Linked DNA regions of Zea mays: region 2 is linked to region 1. Evidence: chromatin contacts called from public Hi-C data. All regions are on one chromosome and are shown on one strand. The core of a region is the stretch at or near the end of the contact, and the rest is flanking DNA. Distances in the headings are between cores, read along the strand shown.

Region 1 (4,808 bases), core at 691-3,190:
TTTTTTCCCCAAATGCAAGCTTGACTGACTTTTTTATCCGATCTAGAAAGTCATCTAGCCTCTAAATGTCGATTGACCCTTGGAAGAACTCAGAATCATATAAACAGTTAATCATGACCCTCAATCAAGTCTTATGGAGTTTCAGAATTTTTTTTAGAAACTACAATACAGAGGTTTTAAATTTTGCGTATAAAATTATACAAGTCAGAGATAAAGTCGTACTTGCTCGTACTGAACTAAGTCGTTGGCCTTGTGGGCCGAATCTTTGGCTTTGGTGGTCGAGTCCATCTGGTGGGTCAAATCTTCGTTGGTGATCCTCTTCTAGTCTAATATTTTTGAAGATGGCTAGGCTCTACTTCAGATCGGCAATTTGCTCCTTCATCTTGGCCTGCATAATAACCACCTTGGGGCCACATACCGATGGCCTAGCTTAAAGGCTACGGACAAGGCAAAATAGTCAGAGACATAAATGTCTAAGATTTCATGTCCAAAACTCAGGCGTGTTTGAATCCTTCAATTGGCCAGCGGCTAAGGCTATGTTTGTATCCTTCTAACTAATTATTTGTCCGTGACTAGTGACTAATAATTAGCTAGTAACAATTATTTAGGGTATATTTTGAAGTCTTGACTAATAGATGTTCTTTTCTCTTTATACGATCTATTAACACCTATTAGCAAGGGTAAATGACTAATGGGCAAATAATTTGCTTCGGCTAACAATTAGCCAATTTATTAACCAGTTTATGTTGGAGACTAAAATGTTAAAAATAGACGGCAAACTATTTGCCACACGGATCCAAACAGTCCCTAATAACTAGCCGGCAAATAATTAGTTAGCAACAATTAGCCATGATATGTTTGGAGTCTTGATTAATAGATGTCTTTTTCTCTTGTCATGATCTATTAACACCTATTAGCAAGATCAAATAGTTAATAAACAAATACTTTATTAGTCCTCCAGCTAACAACTGGCCAACTTTATTAGCCCAAGGAGCTAAAATTAGCTGGCACCAGATGGATCCGAACAGACCCTCAGACACATAGCTTCAAACTCGGCCGAGTTAGATTCGACCTGATTACATACGACTTAATTGGTTGTCTGCGTAGTCTCGTCCTAGTCTATTGTGTGCGTTGACTGTCTATACCTATGTTTAGTTGTGCATACGGAAGACATAGGCTACCTAAGCGGGTGTAAAACAAGCTATTATACTCAGGAAACCACCGTATCTGGTGGGACATGCTCGCGTGAGCGTGCCTATGTGCGTAACAAATCAGCCGAATAGTGTTTGGACGGTGCTGATGAACTCAGTACTAACTTTCTTCTCTTGCTCCAGACTTGTCGAGTGCGTGGTCCCGTCCGGGTCGCTTGGAACTTCTTGCGTGTCATTTGTCAACATGATCTGAAGAGATTTCTCTTTCTACTTATTCCGAATTTACTACAAATATCACTGTCGAAGAAAGAAACCTGTAAGATAGATTAAGAGCTGCGGGGAGATTTGATAGAAAAGAGAGATCGCTGACGTAGCGATACTATGTCAGTCCCGTCGGCCGTCGCTTGGGCTGCCGGCCACCAAAATATCCTCAGTTTGGGCGGCGGCACCGGCACGTGGCCGGAGCATGGCCGGCCTGCCGAGTCAGGCGGAGGCGGGGACCCCCTCCGGCCCTCCCCTCACGTGCCGATCAATCCACGCACGCGCACCAGGCACCACCGCACCAGCCAAACAACTCATAAAAGCCACTCGCCGACTCGCGTAAACAAACCAAACCCCATTAACACCCGCCCATGCACCCGCGGGCCCCGCATGTCAGCGGCAGCGGCGAGCCGTCGCCTCACGCCGCGTCACCCTCGTGGCGCTCGGCGAGCGCGCGACACGCCGGCACGCCGCCCTCCCGTGATGCCCGTTCTCTCTCCGTTTTGGAATTTCTCGGCGACAGCGACCCTGCTTGCGATTTGCGAAGCTGCGAGAGTGGCGGTGCTAGTAGTCTAGTAGAGTACTCCCAGTAGATAAGCAAGCTGCGGGCGCCGCCCAGATGGGAATCGGGTTCCGACTTCCGACACGCACACGCCCCCACATCGCGCCGCGATGGCTGCTTCGCCCTCGCCGTCGACCGCGACCGCGACCGCTTCTCCCTCAGCGTCAGCGGCGGCGGTCTTGGCTGTAAACGGGGAGCGGGTTGAGCTCCGCGAGGGGGACGTGAACCCCGGCACCACGCTCCTCGAGTTCCTCCGCACCCGCACCCGCTTCACCGGGCCCAAGCTCGGCTGCGGCGAAGGCACGTCACCCCGCCCTCCTCCTCCCTCTCCCCGCGCTCTTCCGTTTCGTTCCGCGGCTTTTGAGCTTCACGGCCCATTTCTGCAGGCGGATGCGGCGCGTGCGTGGTGCTCCTCTCCGCCTACGACGCGGCTTCGGGCGCGGTGTCGCACGCGGCGGCGAGCTCCTGCCTCACGCTGGTGCACGGCCTTCATCACCGCGCCGTGACCACCACCGAGGGGCTCGGGGGCGGCGGCCGCCTCCACGCCGTGCACGAGCGGCTCGCGGGGTTCCACGCCTCGCAGTGCGGCTTCTGCACGCCCGGGGTGTGCATGTCCCTCGCCGCCGCGCTCGCGGGGGCCGAGGCCGAGGCCAAGGCCAAGGCGGGGAGGAGGCCCGCCCCACCCGAGGGGTTCGCGAGGCTCACGGCGGCTGAGGCGGAGTGGGCCGTGGCGGGAAATCTCTGCCGTTGCACGGGGTACCGCCCGATCGCCGACGCCTGCAAGAGCTTCGCGGCTGACGTGGATTTGGAGGACCTGGGCCTCAACTCCTTCTGGAGGAAGGGGGACGCCCATGCTTCCAAGCTGCCGCGGTACGACGAGGGGAGCATCGGTGTGTTCCCGGAGTTCCTCAAGGCTGAGATCAGAGCTTCTTCTGGGGTTGACCAGTACACACCGCCGGCATTGCTGGGAAGTGCCACCACTTGGCACCGGCCTCGGAGCGTGGAGGAGTACTATAAGCTGGTAGATTCTGAGTTGTTTGACCAAAGTAAAACAAAGGTGGTTGTGGGGAACACAGCTTCAGGCGTTTACAGAGAAACAGAGGTGTATGATAGGTACATCGACCTCAGATGCATCCCGGAGCTGAATTCGGTTAGTAAGGAAGCCAATGGTGTTCAAATTGGAGCTGCAGTAACGATTTCTCAGGCAATTGAGATTTTAAGAGTAGAAGCTGGTGGCTGCAATGATGTAATCTTCTGTAAGATTGCTGATCATATGGAAAAGGTGGCGTCTCCATTTGTCCGGAACACTGCAAGTTTGGGTGGAAATTTGGTGATGGCACAGAGGGACCAGTTTGCCTCTGACATCGCAACGATCCTTCTTGCTGCTGGGTCATCGATATGCATCCAGGCATCATCAAAAAGGTTGACTGTCATGATGGAGGACTTCCTTCAGATGCCACCTTGCGATCACAAGACACTGCTATTAAGCATTTGCATTCCTCGTTGGACTCCTATTGGTGGCCTATTTTCTGGTGATAAAACCATGGCTGGGACAGAAAGTAAGACAGGAACTTCTGTGCTGTTTGAGACGTACCGAGCTGCTCCACGCCCTCTTGGCAATGCAGTTGCATATCTTAATTCTGCTTTCTTGGCTCAGGTCTCTTCAGATGGAACTTCAAGCAGATTAATATTGAGAGAGATATGTCTGGCTTTTGGTGCATATGGGAGCCAACATGCCATCAGGGCTAGGAATGTTGAGAAACTGTTAGTGGGTAAACCTATTACTACATCGGTGCTACTTGAAGCATGTAGACGTCTCAAGGAAACAATTGTTCCTAAAGAAGGCACAAGGCATGCTGCTTATAGGTCAAGCTTGGCAGTTGCCTTTCTGTTTACTTTTCTTTACCCAGTAACTGAAGGAACTTTGAAGACTGTAAAGGAAGTTCATCTTAATGGCTATGCAACTTTTGGCACCAATGGAAATCCAAATTGTGGACCCGATGCACATGTTGATGTTTCACTTAAAAAGGTCATTGATGTGAACTCCGGTTCATGTACCAATGAACGCATTCTTGAATATTCAAATCAGATTATTGAAATCAATAAAGACTATTTCCCCGTTGGCATACCAACCAAGAAGGTTGGAGCAGAACTCCAAGCCTCTGGTATGCACTTTGCACTTGTATTTTATAATCACTCCCTACAGACAAGAATAAGTGACAGAACATGTACTAAACAAGTGGTCATGCAAATGATACTTCATAACTAATTTGTCTATTATAATATGAAGACATCTGGTAACATTTATCGTATCATTGAAGTATTTCTCAATATAAATCTGCACATACCATTTCCATATGTCGAATCCAAAATTCATGGAAACATTGATAACCAAAATTTATAAGTTGGCCACACTCTCCCATAGCACCACTTACACTGAAGGAAATACTTCTGTGGAATATAACTGGTATTTATTTATGGTTACATTTGTTTATTTTTAATGCAAATGGTTACATTTATGTAGCATGTTATATTTGCTTGCAACCTTGCTCATGCTATTTATTTGCTTGGTATGTCTTCCTATCTCCCCTTTTTGATTGTAACTAATAATAGTTATTAGTATTTCAGTCTGTTCTTTAAGTATTATCATCAACGTGACTTATGTAAACTTCGGTGCTGATACAAAACCACACACATAGGTGAGGCTGTATTTGTGGATGACATCCCCGCTCCCAAGGATTGTGTTTATGGAGCATTTATATATAGCACAAAACCTTTAGCCCATGTGAAGAGCATAGAACTCGACCTTTCACTCAAGCAGCTTAAAACGCTGG
Region 2 (4,808 bases), core at 805-3,304, 490 kb before region 1:
TGGTGGACAAGTATATTTTTATTCCTTGTGTCAGAGCTGATATTCTGTTATTGCCAACCTTTTCCGTTTCAGCATGGGGTAGTTCCAGGGCTTGTCCCTGGATACAAGAAAATTATGCCTCGAGTCCACGATACCATCGTTTGACCTTTTGGTTGCTTTATTTGCTCAATTAAGTTTGTACAGCTTCTGGTGCGATTAAGTTTATAAAGCTTCATAACCCATTCCAGATACCCTTATGTGTCTGCAGCTGTAATGCGGAGTGAGGGTTTCATTTACCTCAAGGACAACTGCCCATCTCTCCAGTCAGAGATACTGAAAACTGTTGCAGGGTGTGAGGACCAGTGCAGCAGTGTTGGGAAGAGCCAGAGCGTTTGTGGGCAGCTCTCGGACGGTGGCGATTCCAGTTGCCGCAGGGTTAGGCAAAGAACCTGAGGTCAACCCAGAACTGACATGGTTAGCCAGCTCTTGCTCTGTAAATGACGATGGCAATCATCTGTATGTGAAGAAAAAACAATTTGAAGGAGCTGTAACTAGCTGTATCTCATCATGCTCCTTACATCTTACCTGCCGTCTTGTTTGTAACTAGTTGACTGTTTGGTCATGAGCAGTTACTGAATCGATGTGTAGACAGCCCTGCAAATGCTCACGAGTCAACGATAAACATGGTGGCCTTGTGTCTTGGCAACTGGTGTTTGCAGCAGGCGGGCCAGCAGCTGTCTGCTACTAATATGGATCCGTTGATTTTGTTGTATTCTTCTTTCGACTGGAAGGTATCATAAGTCAATTAGGAGGTGATTCTTATATGTATTCGTTATGCTGCAAAAGTGAAGGTGACAATATTTTTGGTTTATTGGCAAGTACATGGAATTTACATTTTTGTTGAGATGGTTCGTAGATGGAGTAATTTTGCTGTAAAGATATAGTGGTGACAAGTTTTTTTTGTTTGTTTGGATTTTTTACATTTCTGTTCGCAAGTATCGTCATCTGTCAATGTTGAGAGGTGATGATATATAGGATTGTCCTTTGGTGGCCTCCACGAGAGGTTTGTTTTTTTCCTTGTATTTTGGACCGTTTTTTCTTTTATTAATATAATGATATGTTCAAGGAATGATAACATATTTGTTGACATGTAAATTTGTTACAGACGGGTAGTAAATGTTCATCATTGTCATTGTTACGGTAGAGTTAATTTGTTGACACGTGAATTCGGCCGAATAGTGGTGCGGCATAGGGCTGGAAACGAGCCGAGCTCGGCTCGGTGTGGCTCGGTGGCTGACCGAGCTCGGCTCGGCTTGCCCATTTGACGAGCTGGGGAGACAGGCTCGGCTCGGCTCGAAGGTGGCTCGCGAGTCGGCTTGGCTCGCGAGCTACACCCTGATATATATAATTGCATTATCTAATGAATTATTAGTATATAAATATAAATATATAGATATCATTCATCATTATGAGTAATCTAAATTATTAATTGTCATATATTTAATATTAAACGTTAAGAAACAAACTGACTATCTATAAAATTATCCAATATCCATCATTATTCAATATATTTAATATTAAACGTTAAGAAACAAACTGACTATCTATAAAATTATCCAATATCCATCATTATTCTAGCCAGCTCGGCTCGGCTCACGGATGAGTCTCCTGTGGGCGTGGCCAATGAGTCTCCTGTGGGCGTGGCCAGGCTTTTTGCTCACAGCCTCACATACATACGCGGTGCCGCCCCACGGATGCCGCCAAGCAGGACGGCGCTACCACACGCCCACCAGATTCGATACCCACCCTTGGCCCCCACCACAGCCCACCTTCCGCTTTCATCAAGTTCTCTTTTCCGCGACACTGACGCATGGGTCCAGTGGCATTATTCCCACCCACGCATCGGCTGTATTATAGATCGCCACGAATTTACCAGGAATGCCCCTGACACATGGGTCCACATCCTGCACCTGTTCCTGTCAGCGACATGGACGGCAACGGCAGTGCGGCGATTCCCGAGCACAGTGTCAGTATACGTTGGCTGGTGGTGGGGTCGTAAACGCGAGGAGCCCGCGCATCAGCGGCTCCGACTTCCGAGCGGGTTCGCGCCTGGAAACGAAGCTATACGTCGCGAGGAGGGGAGGGCCCACCGCCCCGCGTGGGCGTCGCAGCTTCCACTCTTCCCCCGTGAAACTTTTCTCACGCGCACCCATTCCACCCACCACCCACCTTCCTTTCCTCTCTCTCTGTCTGACTGTCTCCCTCCGTCCCTCGAAGCTTCTCTGGTTTCAGACGCAACCCCGCGGGTCGCGGGATCAAGGAGCCAGAGAGCGGGACGCAGCGAGCGTTCCGCCAGAGATCGAGACCGTAGCTAGGGTTTGAGGCGCCGGGCTGCGGTGGACGAGATGTCGACGCCGGCGAGGAAGCGGCTGATGCGGGACTTCAGGCGCCTGCAGCAGGACCCGCCCGCCGGGATCAGCGGCGCGCCGCACGACAACAACATCATGCTCTGGAACGCCGTCATATTCGGGTAGCCCGTCCCCTCCCCTCCCCCCTCCCCCGATTTCGTTACCCCACAAACGCCCCCCCTGGAGTCCGTTAATCCCGTTCCTGTTCTAGGGTTTGATTGAGGGACTCCGGATCTCGGGGAGGGAGACGGGATCTCAGCTATTCCTTTTGTTCTTACTCTTGTGTTCGTTGTGCTGATGAGAGGTTCGTGTGGTTTCGCAGGCCGGATGATACGCCGTGGGACGGTGGTGAGATTCCCAGCTCTCAGCTCTGAGCCTCTGACCCCTTCTCTTATCTGTTGCTCATTTGGTGCTTGCTGTGTGGTCGTTACTTGCTTGAAGGTAGTTTGATTCGGAATTGTGCAGGTGGAACCGTAGAAATTCATGGGGCGTTAAGATATTTGGGTGCCACAGGAACCGAGACTCGTCTGGTACCTCGTGGCTGTTTTAGCTTGTTCCTGTCGGTTAATCTTTCATGTCCAATCTTGGGGGAGCATTCTGTTATGCAATTCTTTAGCTATCCGTTGGAAGTTGTCTTTTGGAGCATGTCTTCAGAGCTGTAGGTTCGAGCTGAAATTCTGTAATGGCTTTAGTCTCAGTTAAATCAGAAATCGACAAATTTAGCATGGCGGTAAGAATAACGCCCACTAGGCTGCAGCTGTAAATCCAGTACTGTTTTGGTTACTTTTAATTAGAAGCGACAAGTTTTTTTCATTGTATACTGAAAGCACCCACTAAGTAGGCAGTTCCACCTGTGGTGCATAAACTGCCACTATATATAAGAAGTTTGCATTTGGATTTTCTAATTATGCATACTATCTGATTTCTAATTTTGCACAGGAACTAAGACTCATTTGGGCACATCAGGGCTGTTTTAGATTGTTCTTATCAGTTGTTCTTTCATGTTGGCTTTGGTTTCAATTAATCAGGGATCAACAAATTTTGCATGATGATACTGTAAACACCCACTAAGCTAGATCATTAAATCTGCTACAGTTTTGTTTTCTGTTAATTGGAGGTGGCTATTTTTGTGTAGTATATTAAAAGCTCACACTATGTAGTCAATTCCACCATGTGGATATTAGCAGTTCACCGTTTTGGATTTTCGAACTATGAACGCTTGTTGATTTCTCGGGCTCCATGAATGCATAGAAACGTTTGCTTGCTATATCTGCAAATCTTTTCATGCCTTTGCATTGGGTTTGCACCGAGAAGCATGCTGCATATTTGGTTCAGTGTTCTGATGCTTGCAAAACTATGTTATTTGTTTTTATATTGTTATAGAAATAGGATTAGAAGACTGGCCTAGCACAGCGGTGAGAGCCTTCCCACTATGACAAAAGGTCCTGGGTTGGACGCAGCATCTGCAAAATGTAGCCGTAAGGCTTGCCTTGGTTTAGTACGGTACAGAGATCGAGGACAAAATTATTTGGAAATGGACAGTACAGCACTAAATCGGCCTACAGGGCACAATTTCTAGTCATCTACAACCGGTTTAGAACGGACATCATTTGGTGGGTTCACACATAGAACAAATGCAAAATATTCACCTAGATCCTCATCCAAAACAAAATCCTCCATGATTGGCCACATCAGGACACCTCTGCGCCTCGTAACTGCCCAGTAGAAAACAGTTACCACCTTGCCTATCTCTTTGCGCAAGAGGTCCGGTGTCACATCACTTCTTCCGGACACTTAATAAATGTTAATGGGACTCAACAGCCAAACTTCACAGCTCTTGGAGAATGTTGGGAGCACATCCTGAGTTCAATCCCAAAAGAGCGCAGCGAACGTTCAATGGCCTAGCTATCTAAACCATGTGAAACCTCTGGAAAGAGCTGAACGGATCAAAGAGAACCTAGTCTTGTATAAAGGGATAACATACCACAATCTCCTTAGTAGTTCGGTGCTGGGCTTTTGTCCCTTGTAATCTAGTTTACTCGGGTTTGTGTGTGCCTTTAGTGCCTGGATTTGCCCCCCCTCGAAGTTATTGCATATAAAACTCTTTCCCTATAATGAAAAACAACTACTGCCATCTACCATTAAAGACAAGGGTAATCATAAAAAAAAACTAAAAAAGTCAACTCGAGCGATTCAGGTATAGTGAAAATGTGGTGACATTTAGACATCTTACTTTCCATAAAAAAGGTACATGCACAAATCAGTATTTATTGTAAAAAAATACTGTTTTGGGTGTAAATTAACAAGGGATATTATAAGCGTAATAGTTTTTTTTTGGGGGAAATAACTTTATGATAGCATTCTTTATATTTTGTATTAAGGGGCCCAGTTAGACTTGTCTGTTTCAGTGTTCATTATTAA

Evidence for each region. A called contact is a pair of places that touch in the nucleus more often than the background predicts.
Region 2: a contact with region 1 is called in a Hi-C map of leaf mesophyll, with 3 times the contacts expected there. The contact joins the promoter of LOC100283749 here to the promoter of LOC103631977 in region 1. A contact is called at or near these places in 6 of 25 Hi-C or Micro-C datasets (bundle sheath, ear, endosperm and 3 more).

What each region holds. Positions count from the first base shown.
Region 1 is chr7:7,741,256-7,746,063 of Zm-B73-REFERENCE-NAM-5.0, reverse strand. It overlaps LOC103631977 (indole-3-acetaldehyde oxidase-like), which reads left to right and starts at 1,940. Exons shown (of 10, transcript XM_020540976.3): 1 at 1,940-2,274; 2 at 2,361-4,139; 3 at 4,674-4,808. The coding sequence starts at 2,085.
Region 2 is chr7:8,233,018-8,237,825 of Zm-B73-REFERENCE-NAM-5.0, reverse strand. It overlaps LOC100283749, which reads left to right and starts at 2,054. Exons shown (of 5, transcript NM_001156648.3): 1 at 2,054-2,509; 2 at 2,710-2,735. The coding sequence starts at 2,385. LOC100284563 reads left to right here. Exons shown (of 4, transcript NM_001157458.2): 4 at 248-850. The coding sequence ends at 432.